Regions from separate parts of the Capsicum annuum genome. Here region 1 is linked to region 2. A link is a contact called in public Hi-C data. All regions are on one chromosome and are shown on one strand. The core of a region is the stretch at or near the end of the contact, and the rest is flanking DNA. Distances in the headings are between cores, read along the strand shown. Region 1 has its middle 120 kb from the start of LOC107845719. Region 2 holds the start of LOC107845719 (protein SCARECROW).

Region 1 (6,467 bases), core at 537-3,036, 120 kb before region 2:
TAGTCTTGGCTCTGCCCAGGTGTCACCCGTCAGTTAGGCGTGGCATCCTGGTTTTCTAGTGTTAGTACCCGTGGCACGGTATTAGCACCCTTCCAACTGGGGTCACAGGTTGGACCCCTATCAGTTCATATTTGGGTCATGTCGGTTAGATGATTACCTTCCACAATTTCAGTTTCAGTCTTCAGTTCAGAACTCAGTTCAGTTTTACAAAATCAGAACTGTCAGATACAATCAATCAGTATCAATTATCAGAATTCAATACTTAGCATAAAAAAAGCTCAGTTATAGTTTATATATATATATATATGTATATGCACAAATTGCATTCTCAGTATTTACAGTATTTTAAGATTCGTATTTATAGTATTCTCAGATTCTCCACGTACTTTCATGTTCAGTTATTCTCATTCAGTCAGTTATATCTTCATGCATATGAACCCTTGTATTCAGCATTACCTCATCTAGCATACCAGTACATTCCCACGTACTGACGCATACTTTTCCACGCTATGATATTTCATATCATAGGTTCGGACACTCAGGTTTTCGATCATGCATAGTAGATTCAGGTTTAGCCAGCAGCAGTAGATTTAGCAATGAGTCCTCATCATTCAAGGATATTATACTATTTCATATTTTAGTAGATGTATTAGTTCAATAGATGGAGTTAGTTGGGGGATGGTCCCATCAACTCCACTTTCTGACAGATTCAGTTAGAGGCTTTTCAAAGTAGTTTTCAGAAAATGTTCAGTTTTTATCAGATGTTGTTATTTGTCAGTATTTCAGATGTTTTGAACCTTCTGGTATTTTAGTCCATTTTTCGCATTAATTACAGTATTATTATTCAGTGCTCACAACAGATATCATTCATGGGTTAGCTTGTGATTCTTCGGGGTTGTAAGCACCGTGTGACGACTAGGAAGTAGTCTCGGGTCGTTACATTTTTAAACTATCTTTTTTTGTATTATTATTTGTTTTAAATATTTTGATTTTTTTAAAAAAAAAAAAAAATTTAAAAATTTTAAAAGTTACTAACGCATCATTACTTAATTAAACAATGGGACAGTTTAGTTAGTACTTTTAAAAAAAATTCACTTGAATTTCAAATGAATCTTCTTGGGAAATCTTAGCTTTCATTAGCATAGTATTGAGAAATGTTATTGATATTACTGTATTTCAAATTCTGAAAATTTCATATTTTAATATTTTTCACAGATTTGATCTATTAAAATATGACAGCAACTAAAAGTAGAATATTTTAACACTTAAATGCAGGTAACTTCCCTATTCACAATTGAAAACATTAAAATATATAGGTGTTTAAACAAATTTAAATTTATATAGAGATAATACATCGAAATACTCCTAAACTTGTAGCCAAAATTTACTTTAGATCCTAAACTAATCGAGTAATTATTTACCCCCCTTAACAACTTTAAAGTAAATTTTTTACTACCCTAATTGCTGACGTGGCAATTTTTTTAAAATTAGCGCGTTAATGTCTTTTAAAAAATGAAAAAAGTGGGTCCCAACTTTTAAATTTCTCATTATATATATATATATATATATATATATATATATATATATATATATATAAAGCTAAAAAAGAAGTCAACTTCCACTTTCTTCTTCATAGCAATCCCCTTCCCCACCCAACAACTCCATTTTTTTTTCTTCATAACAACTCCATTTTTTTAAGCAAATCATCACCACAATTCATTTTTCGAACTCTTGAAAAAAATAGCTTTCTTGTTTGTCCATATCTACATTACAAAAGCACAAGCAGAAAAAGGAAGATCGCATATAATTTCTTTCAATGTTTGAGCTAAAGGGTTGTTAAATAGAGCAAAAAGAAATCAAAGGGTTGTTGAATAGAATACAAAATCATTCACTGAGTTGGTGGCACATATTGGAGATGGTCAACCACATATCGGAGATAGTCAACCACACTGAAAATGGCTCTATTAGAAATTTTTTCGTCTCTAATTCATCATTCACTTTAAATTGATCTACTTCCCAAATTTGATGAATAATTGGGTGAATGAGTTGTTGAATTTGACTATTAAAAATATGGAGAAAGCTAAATTTGAAGGTTAAAATAATGATGTTAATGGGGGATTTGACTGTTAAAAGAAGAAATTGAAAGATAAGTTTACATGTAGTATGTATCACTACAAACATGAACAATCATAAAAAGAGAGAAAAAATTACATAGTAAAATAGGAAATAAAAGAAGAAGAAAGGATTTCAACCTATGTTATTGGTCATAAATTAATATATCAATGATTCTCATCAACATTGTCACTCCATTCTTCCTCAACTTAAATTCAAATTTCTGGTAAGTCCAATTATAATGAAGCATAGTGAAAGATATGATTTTTAATTTGACATAATATTGCAACATATAATTTTTTTTCTACACTCAAATCTATATTACATTGGAATGTAATTTTTATTAAAAAAAAAAAAAAAACACTAACCTTTAAATTAATTGGATTGACAAGCTTGAACTTTCAAATGCAATTTAAAACAAAATAAGAACATGACCAACTAATCAATATAATGTTTATTGAACTCGATTGAAGAAAACATTGTCATCAGAAATCAAAGTCAACATAATACACATAAATAATGTTATAACCAAAACACTTTCATCATGTATACCTCGTGTGCTTTTTCTTTTCTTCTAATATAATTTTTTTGCTTTTGGTATAATATAATTACATTCATGGCATTTGCAATACAAATAAAATCAGATATTAAGAAGTGCATGATATTTCCACGTATGAAATGCATGAATGAAAAATAATAAAATATACTTTTGATTGACTTGTAGATGAACTTTCAATAAATGTTACGATAAGTCAAATAATGCAATGCAGTTTGATGTTCTTCATAAGAGTCTATGTTTAAGCTCTCATATATTGGTTTGATGAGTGTGATATATATTTGTGTCCTATGCAATTGTGTCTGAATGTGATCATGGAAAGATATGTACCTTTTTCCAGACGTGGGCATGGCAATGGGAATGGAAAGTTATACAAATGTGGGTTGGGTTAATTTAGGTAAATTATTTTTAAAAAAATCTTTTTCAAAAAGATAATTTAGAGCGGATAGAAATGGATTAGTGTGTGCCTTTAATTTAGGTGCAATTTTTTTTAGGAAGAGCATAAAATTGTAAAAATTTGAATTTTGAATAGCTACTCTCAATTAAAATTTAAGTAATGCTAAAATTTATTTTTGAAAAAATAGAACAAATAATTCCTAATAGAAATGTAACACTAACAACACAGTTCTTCTCTTTTAAAACTGATATACTTTTAATTTTATAATTTACAGTTTTAAATATAAAATAACTTGACAGTTTTCATTTATGTGAGAATATTTTAAAATAATATTAATATCAAATCAATATATGTTTCATTTAATATAAAGTGAAAACAAATGATAGATTTATTTTTCAATTCAATAAATCGGTTTTTCAATTAACCATTACTATGATTTAAAAAAGGGGATCTTTCAAAAATAGTAGGATTTTGCTATAAAACCCATCTTCCATAGCCACATTTTACATATTACCATTAATAGCCGTTGTATTCGATTTATGCCCACTGTATTCGGTTTTACAGATAGTATATATTCATATACAATATGAATATAATCCCTATTTAGTCACACCAAAAATGAAATTCAATATTTTTAAAAAGACAAAAATCTCAATCACGCTTATCTCATTGAACTGAATATTTTCTTGCCTAACACTACCATTATCTTTTTTTATATTTTTATATTTTTTGTGTTTTTTCCGTTTTTTCTTCTTCTTTTTTCTATTTTTTTCCTACTTTTATTTTTTTCGTTTCTTTCTTTTTGTTTTTTTATTTTTTTCTATCTTCAATCTCTAACTTCTATTTCTCCTTCTTCTTTTCTTTTCTTCTTTGATTTTTTTTATTTTCTTTTTTTTCTTTTTTTTCTTTATTATTTTTTTGTTCTATTTTATATTTTTTGTAGTTTTAAAAAATATGACTAGTCGAGCACAAGTCATGGATGATAACATAAATACCATAATTGTTTATCGTATTTGTAGTCACACCGCCATTTATAATTTTGTATTTATTGATACAACTGTATTTGTATTTGTATTTTAAAGTTTGCACTTGTATTTATATTTTATAGTTCGCATTTGTATTTGTATTTAATAGTTCGCACTTGTATTTGTATTTATTAGTTTGCGCCATCATTTATATTTTATATAATTCACACTTGTATTTTAAAGAACTATTTTGTATTTGTATTTTATAATTGATTGCATATTATATTGGATTATATTTATTTTATAGTTTTATTGTGTTTGTATATTTAGATTATATTTGAATTATACTTGTATTTGTATTCTATTTTCTTCATTACCTTTTTATTTTTAAGAAATTATTTTGTATTTGTATTTGTAAGTTGATTGCATATTTTATTTAGTCGTGACTATGTACAATTTATCATTTGTATTTGTATACAAACAAGTAAGTGCATTAATTATATTTTTGTGATTCTAAAATATATAAATATGTAATGTAATCATTTGATACAAATGAACCGTTTTGTATTTGTATATCAAAATTATCATTCATATTTGTAAATAAACAATATCACTTGATACAAATACAATGACAAACAAATGAAAGAAATAATTTTACAAATTCAAATACAATATGTATTTGTATTTATTGTATTTGTATAAAAATTTGAGTTGTATTTATTTGTATAAATAAATACAACTAGTATCAATAAATACAAACAAGTATTCGAAGAAAGAAAATCAATTGTTCATTTTCAATAATTAAAAAATACAAATGATAGTTCACGCTTGTATTTATATATTATAATTCGCATTTGTATTTGTATTTTATAGTTCACACTTATATTTATATGTTATAGTTCGCATTTGAATTTGTATTTTATAGTTCACACTTGTATTTGTATGTTATAATCGCATTTGTATTTGTATTTTATAGTTGGCACTTGTATTTGTGTTTGCTAGCTTGCACAAGTGAAAAGAAGGAGAAAAGTTGAAAATAAAAAAAAAGGAGAAAAATGAGAGAAAAAGAAGGAGAAAAAAATGAAGGATAAAAAATACAAAAAAAAAAAGAAGAAAAATGAAAAGAAAAAAAAAAGAAAAAGGAAAAAGTGAATAAAAAATAAAAAGAAAAGGTGAAAAAAGAAAAAAGAAAAAAGAAAGAGAAAACAACAAAAAAAGAAAAAGAAAAACTGAAAAGGGAAAAAAAAAAGAGAATAATAGAAAATAGAAAAAGAGTGAAAATACATGAGAAAAGCTATGAATTGTAATTAGGAATAATTAATAGGCAAAAGAGAGATATGAATTGTAATTAATTAAAAATTAGGCTTTAAGTGGTAATAAAAGTCCAATAGTGGCTAATTCGGGTAATTTTTCCTTTTAAAAAAGGGTCAAATTTGAATTAAAAAACTGTAAGAAAATTTAAAAAATTTAAATTGAACACAATAACTAATAACTAATTAAACCTAACTTTAACTAATTTGTCCTAAAACTAACACATGGCATGCTGTCATTTGGCAACGATCTAAGCATGACTTTCTTGCTATTTAGTATACTAGTTTAACCGCAATGCCTCGCATGTGTAACGTTTGATTATTTAAAATTAAATAATTTTATCTATTGCGGAGATTTTTATTGAAGTGTAAAAAGTTCAAGTCATTTTCAAAGATCCTTCACATTTTAATATAGTAATATAAACATAAACATATATTTTAGTTTAAACACATATATATTTTACCACCAGAAGTTTCAAGTAGTTGATCGATCATCACTTTTGTGTTTGCCATGCAGTGCCTCTTTTTCTTGTTGCAGAGACTAAGAGAGACACATCAATTTGAAGCATATTTGTGATACAATTATTTTTTTATATTTAAAATCTTTCCTTAATTTTAAATTAATTTTTTGCAAAATCATTGATTACATTCTTATTACGTATTTAAAACTTTTAAAACCTGGTACTTCTTAAATTTTTCTTATTCTAATGCTTTTATATTTATTTTTGGATTTTTTAAATATTCTTAAACCAAATTTAGTGGATTTAGAATTTTAAACTAATAAAAAAATATCAATTGTCATTAATTCTGATGAATTCTAATAAGAAATTTTTTTTATTATAAATATATTTAATTCATCTTGAACACTTTAAATAATAGGAAAAATCACTAATTCTGATGACTTCTAATAAGGAAAGGTTTTACCATAAATATATTTAATTAATTTTTAACTATTAAATATTAGAAAAAAATAATGAAAAGACGATTTTGTCTAAAGAAAAGACTTTTAATGAAGGGCAAAACGTTCAAACAACATTTTTAAGGCCTTCATACTTTTAAGATATCATTATAGACTAGTAAACTGATCCACGCTTCGCTATGAAAAAAGGTAAAATATTAATAATATT
Region 2 (7,202 bases), core at 2,341-4,840:
GAAATAAAAATTTTGGTGCTTTGTTTGGTTTCCTAATTCGAAATAACTTATCCCAATATTAATAAATAGCATCGGAATAAGTTATCTCATACATTTAGTGGTATAACAATCTCATCTTAATTTATTCTTGGATTAAATCCGTGAAAAGACATAATTACCCTCCAAATTCTTGATTATCACTTTTCATATATATATATATACATATATATATATATATATATATATAAGAGAGAACGTGAGATTTTGGTAGTCCTCACACTAAATTTTTTAGTCAATTTAATCCCTAATTTAATCTTTAATTACTCTACAATTTTTATTCATTCGAGATAACTTATCACGGTATTAATAAATAGCATCGGGATAAGTTATCCCATACATTTGGTGGTATAACAATCCCATCTTAATTTATTCTTGGAATAATTCCGTGAAAAGACATAATTACCCTCCAAATTATTGATTATCACTTTTCATATATACACAAACATATACATACATACATACATACATACATACATACATACATACATACATACATATATATATATATATATATATAAGAAAGAGAACGTGAGATTTTGGTAGTCCTCACACTAAGTTTTTTAGTCAATTTAATCCCTAATTTAAATTTTAATTACTCTACAGTTTTTTATTCATTTGCTAAATTTGAACAATTTTATGAGCTTATTAAATGCTACAAAAATAATAAGTCATGGAAAAATGATAGTAACACTATAAAAACTACTCATATTTATACAATCAAATTCAAGATTGATCGAAGGATTCATTGTCTTTCTATTTTGTAGATATATTTATTAATCTTATTTCAAATTTTCATTTTTCCTAATAAATTTATCAAGGACAAGTAATTAAAGTATCTTGACATTCCCTTTCAAACTTAATACATGCTTAATTATTAAATAAAGAATTATTCCTTACATTTAGCTAAAAAAAAATTAAAAATTTAATTTTAAAAAAATATAATTTGACTCTCCAATTAATAATACTAAATAATGAAAAATGAGAGTAATTCTTTTTCACATTTTTTTATGATGATTTTTTTTAACAAAAAAACAAGATTATCAATATTTTATAGAATTTAGGACAAAATAAGTAATTTAACATAAAATATTAAAACTTCATGCACGTTTAAGAAATATTAACATAAAAATTTCTTAACATGTATTTTTAGATAAAAGAAACTAATAAGTTAAAAAAATAGTAAGTTTTTTATTTCTTTTATATGGCTTAATATGAAGGAAAATAATTAAGCTATAAGGTGAAAGTCATTTTTGTAAACAAAATTTGTTTTTAAAAAAGAATGCAATGCATATTATTCTTAGTACCACAAACCAAATAACCACTTAAAAATAATAAGGGGTCGTTTGGTTGGGAATGTAGTTATACTGAGATTTGTTATGCTGAGATAAGTTATGATGGGATAAGTTATACTGAGATTAGTTATGCTAAAATTATTTTTTATTGAGTGTTTGGTTTGTTGTATTCAAAGTAATATGCATGATATAATTTCTAAGAATAAATTAATTGATTACCAAAATACCCTCCATCTTATTTAACTTTTTTTTTATATATATATTTCTTTTCAAGCTTTAAATATTTATTCTTAAAAATAAAACTTTCATCTTATTTAGCTTAATTTTTTTGTGTGTGCGCATTTTCATGATTATATCGTATGTATTTTAAAAATAAAACTTTCATCTTATTTAGTTTTATTTTTTTTACATGTGTCTTTCCATGATTATGCCGTGTATGTTTAAAAAAAAATCTTACTACATCTTATTTAGTTTGAAATAAAAACTTCCAACTTAAATTTGTTAAAATAAAAAAAGACTTGTTATTTATGTCACTTCATTTAAATACAAATCACTCATATAATATAGAATATTAAAATTTATTTTAATTGATATATACAATATCTATTTTCAAGTGATTAAAAAATTATTTAATTTAAAATATGTAATTGAACAATGGAGTCGATTGTAAACACATATCACTCATATAATATAGTGATCAATATTTCAATTCAAATGTTTAACAATGGCTTATAACTACGATAAGGCCTGCGCTAGTTAATTAAATTTGTCTTTGGCTGAAAAATTAGTTATAAGAGGTTAATATAGATTTGGGGGTTTGGAGGTAATTTAGGTTGTCGGTAAATATTACTCAATTGAAGATAAGTTAATTAAAACTCTAATAATTTTAATATTTGTAAAAATATTGAGGATTAATTCATTAAAAATTTCATCTTAACACAAACAAAATTTATAATTTTGACCTTTTATAAATTTATCCCAAGGATAAATTATGATGAGATTATTATCCCACCAATTGGGTAAATAATTTATCCGAATATTATTTATTAGTTCCGGAATAAGTTATCCCGAATATTACCAACCAAACATGCATTAAAAAATTTTATCTCAAAATTATTCGCTTTAGCACCTCACACCAAATGACCCCTAACAGAATAACTAATCTTAGTACAACTAATTTTAATATAACTAATTTCAGCATAACTTATTTTTTAACCAAACAACCCCTAACAGTTAAGAAATAAGTATTGAAAGATTTCTCTTTTAAAAAATTTGTACAACCATTTACGATGGATGATTATAATAATTTGAAAAGTAAATTAAGACGTTCTTTAGCTCTTAAAAACGTAAACATTTTGAATCAAATTTAAAAGTTAAGCAATCAAGTGGACCAGAGGTAATTTTAATATAACTAATTTGAGCATAACTTATTTTTTAACCAAACAATCCCTAACAGTTAAGAAATAAGTATTGAAAGATTTCTCTTTTAAAAAATTTGTACAACCATTTACGATGGATGATTATAATAATTTGAAAAGTAAATTAAGACGTTCTTTAGCTCTTAAAAACGTAAACATTTTGAATCAAATTTAAAAGTTAAGCAATCAAGTGGACCAGAGGTGTGCGTTGATTGCTAGGACTTAAAAATTATGGAGCATGAAGGACCTCGGGGAAGAAGTAATAAGTAGCTAAAGTCAAACGCACGAAGACGACGACTCACTGATCGAGACCAGAAAAGAAGCAAACAAAAGTTTCCATCATTCCAGCCAACAGGCACACCCCCCACCCCCAGCACCCCAGAAACCCAAACTTGCCAGAGAAACGTACCCATCTCCTCAGTAAACTTGAAAACCCCCTCGTGTGGACCCAACCCTTTTTATCAACTCTCTTCATTACATGACTATAAAGTATATAAAAAATTACTCCTTTCGTTTCGTATGAATTGACAAACTTGTTAAAAATATTTATTTTAATTTAGTTATTGTATTTATAAAATAAAAAAAATTAATATATTTTTTAAAAATTATTTTTATTATTAAATAATTACATAAAGTATATAATTCATATTTATACTTTATACTTTAAAAGCATAATTAATAAAATTAATTTAATAAAATAAATATTTAATTAATATTTTTCTTAATAGATGTGTCAGTAAAAATCAATTAATCCGAACGGAGGAGTACTATGTTCACACTATCAACATTGCAATCCCAGTAGGAAATAGTAGGATTATGCATAGAAAAAGAAATCTATAAAGACCTAGCACCAGTAGCCGCAATAAAAATTGAAAAGTGGTGTGGGGGGGAAAAAGAGGAAAAGATAGCTCATCGATTACAATATTTTTTTTATGATTAATAAGTTTTCAACAACTTCGCACTTTATGTCGTCAATAAATTCCATCCTCCTCAGCCTCTTTCTCATTGTCAATACTGAAATTGCATATAAATCCAAAAGGCAAGCAGTCAAGTGTTTATAAACAAGCATAGTAGAGCTAGTAGGAAAGCCCTAGGAGGAGGACCCTTGTTGTGTTGTATTTTGGAAGAGAAATTAAACCACAGAATCCCAATGCTTGTGTCTAAATCTTGTTAAGCGTTATATGCTTGGATCATCTACTAAGCACTATTGCTCATTTCTGGCTCTTTTAGTCACTGCTTTTATTAAACCGATGTCAATAGGTAGCATAATGAAGCAGAAAAATCAACAGATAAGTTTGAGAATCTATTTTATACATAATGGCAAAGGCTTTTCCTCTGAATGGTGAGAACTGCACGGATACTACCGGTGAAAAGATTGTCGTTGGCGGTAGCAGTACTGGAGAGAAGCTTCAGGCTACAAGCAAGGACATCAATAACGTGCACCGTCAAGGTCTTCTCCACGGTGACAGCGGCAAAATGGTGAGAAAAAGGGCGGCCTCCGACATGGAGATCCAGACGGGGGCAGGCGAAGACCATAGGTATCTACGACGTCCGGTAACCATAGGCGGGTCTCATGCTCAGATGAGCGTTTCCACCAGTAGTTTTGGTCATAATATCAACAATATCCCAACGACGACCAACGTCTCCAACTACTCCACTATGCAAATGTTACCTTCTTCCACGAACTTGTGCGGTGTGACGTCTAGAGGGCCTGGGATTGATACTGGTTTTTCTAATTCAACCCCAAACCTAACTTACACCGACGCCATAACATCGCATCATCAGCTACAAGGTCCACAAACACAGAACGACAATCAATCCCCGTCTGTTTGTGTTTTCTCCGGTTTGCCCCTCTTTCCTCCTGATAGGAACCGCCAAAACAGCGGCTTACTACTACAACAACCTGCAACTGCTGCGGCAGCAGCTGTTGTATCTTCCCCTCTTACAACTGGAAGAATCGATACCATGGAGGATAGCACGTCCGCTACGGCATGGATTGACAGCATAATAAAGGATTTAATCAACAGCTCCGCTCAAGTATCCGTGCCCCAACTCATCCAGAATGTAAGGGAGATAATCCACCCTTGCAATCCATATCTTGCATCCCTCCTGGAGTACAGGCTTCGCTCTCTCAATACTGGTGGTGCTGATCAAAATGACCCCATGGAGTGCTGGAGAAGGAAAGAACCGCTGCCACAGCTTGCGGGCTTACAACAACAGGTCCAAAACAGTGCCAATTTATTGCAGCACAATATTTTGTCCCTTCGGGATTCCTCAAATAACCAATACTTAAACTGGGAAATAGCTTTGCCAGCCAGTCACAACGCTCCGGTGGCGCCCTCTGTGAACCAGCACCAGCAGCTTGGCGGTAATAATCCCACTGCAACAGATCTTTCTTTTGTTACGCCTCCGATTCTTTCTCCTCAAGTGCAGCAACAACAACAAGAAGAATCTCCTCAGTCTCAGCAACAGGCGGCAATAGACTTAGAACAACAGAAGCAGCAGCAATCTTCTTGTTCTCTATCTCCAACGTCGGTGGCTGATAGTAGTGTCAAAATAAAAACTACAACACCAGTTCCACCAGTCCCAGTCAACACATACAAAGAGAAAAAGGAAGAAGAGCGACAACAAAAGAGGGATGAAGAAGGGTTGCACCTTTTGACCTTGCTATTGCAATGTGCAGAAGCCGTATCCGCTGATAATTTAGAAGAGGCAAATAAAATGCTATTGGAAGTGTCCGAACTCTCCACACCCTTTGGCACATCTGCACAGCGGGTCGCTGCATATTTCTCAGAGGCCATGTCAGCAAGGCTATTGAATTCATGCTTGGGAATATACGCAGCGCTGCCAATGACCAGCGTCCCCGTGCTTTATACCCAGAAGTTAGCATCCGCTTTCCAGGTGTTTAACGGGATCAGCCCCTTCATAAAATTCTCACATTTCACAGCCAATCAAGCAATACAAGAAGCTTTCGAGAGAGAAGACCAGGTGCATATCATAGACCTTGATATAATGCAAGGTCTTCAATGGCCCGGTCTCTTTCACATCTTGGCTTCCAGGCCCGGTGGGCCTCCTTTTGTTCGGCTCACTGGGCTTGGAACCTCTATGGATGCTCTTGAAGCAACCGGCAAGCGATTGTCAGATTTTGCTGAGAGATTAGGCCTTCCTTTCGAGTTTTTACCCCTCGCCGACAAAGTTGGAAACTTAGACCCTGAGAAATTGAATGTAAGCAAGAGAGAAGCTGTTGCGGTTCATTGGTTGCAACATTCACTTTACGATGTCACTGGCAGCGACTCTAATACACTCTCCCTCTTGCAAAGGTACAACTCCTAGACACACTTTTATCTCTTTTTGATTCAAAAACAATGACAACTTCTATGTGTGGAAGTCTTTTTGACTTCAAATTTCATCTTTTACTTTTTAATAAGCTTACAAAAATGCTTTAACATGTATGAATTCACAAAGTTCAAAAGTACCGTTGATATTTTCCATGACTTTTCTTTCTTGAAAGCTCTCTGTCGTCTAGTCAAATACGTTGTCATTTTGATACCTTGACTACTTCAATTAAACACTGGAAACAATCTTTGTTTAGTGGTATGTTAGTGTCACCACAGACACTAATGCCTAGCAGACTGTATATGTAATAAAAAGCATATGGGATGAAACTTGATAGAGCAAATTGCAATGTGATGTTTCTTAATTAGTTTGAACTGGTTTAGTACTTGAAAAAGAAAAGGAGAAATGGGTTTCCGGTCCTTTACAATTTTATTTTTTTTAGTTTTATGTTTTTTTTTACAAAAAAAAAAATTACTTTTACATGTGAGGAATCTTTATTTTTACTCCTAAAAGATATGAAATGATTAATTTTTAATTTGAAATTGTAATAGGACAATATATCTCATTTCCTCCATTCAAAAAATTACTCCTGAGTGCATACCTTAGTATAATGCAACAGTTGATAAAAGATCTAAATATACCTATTTCTACTGGACTATCTGCTAAAGAACCAACATGCAGCTTAACGCACCTAAGGAAAAAAAGGATCTTCATATGAATATTGAATTTAAGTTTTGTGAAATGATAGTGTAGAAAACTTGATTTGCTATTACAGATTATTTAATTTTTTCTTTTTTAATTTTTATTCAAATAATTAGGTAATCTATAATAGCAGATCAAGTTAACTGATAGTGTAGAATATTTTCTGCGCATAACTCAATATGTTATAAATTAGATGAACAGAACTCAATGTGTTATAAATTAGGTGTTTAGTATACGTAACGAAGACTTCACGCCTAGAAATCCGTGATATATTTGAAAAAAGTTGGTTCGTTGCATGAATCAGTTGTATAGGTTATTTAATTTTTCCTTTTACACGGCGCTTAAAGTTCTTTCTCTTTGACTACCGATGATTCTCTTTTTCTGTTAACCTGAAAAAAGGAGGAGAAAAAGGCCA

The links. Hi-C and Micro-C count contacts between places; a contact is called where the count stands out from the background.
Region 1: a Hi-C map of bud shows a contact between it and region 2, with 2.8 times the contacts expected there. The contact joins the enhancer-like site here to the promoter of LOC107845719 in region 2. A contact is called at or near these places in 2 of 5 Hi-C or Micro-C datasets (bud and placenta).

Annotation. Positions count from the first base shown.
Region 1 is chr10:136,393,865-136,400,331 of UCD10Xv1.1, reverse strand. No RefSeq gene overlaps it. Among protein-coding and RNA genes, the nearest start is that of LOC107845719, 120 kb to the right of the region's middle. Within about 2 kb of position 1,786, at least 1 of the 5 cell types and tissues checked has an H3K27ac peak or open chromatin away from gene starts, as enhancers often do. A contact at or near this core is called in bud, where this site is marked.
Region 2 is chr10:136,270,772-136,277,973 of UCD10Xv1.1, reverse strand. It overlaps LOC107845719 (protein SCARECROW), which reads left to right and starts at 3,590. Exons shown (of 2, transcript XM_016690185.2): 1 at 3,590-6,069. The coding sequence starts at 4,067.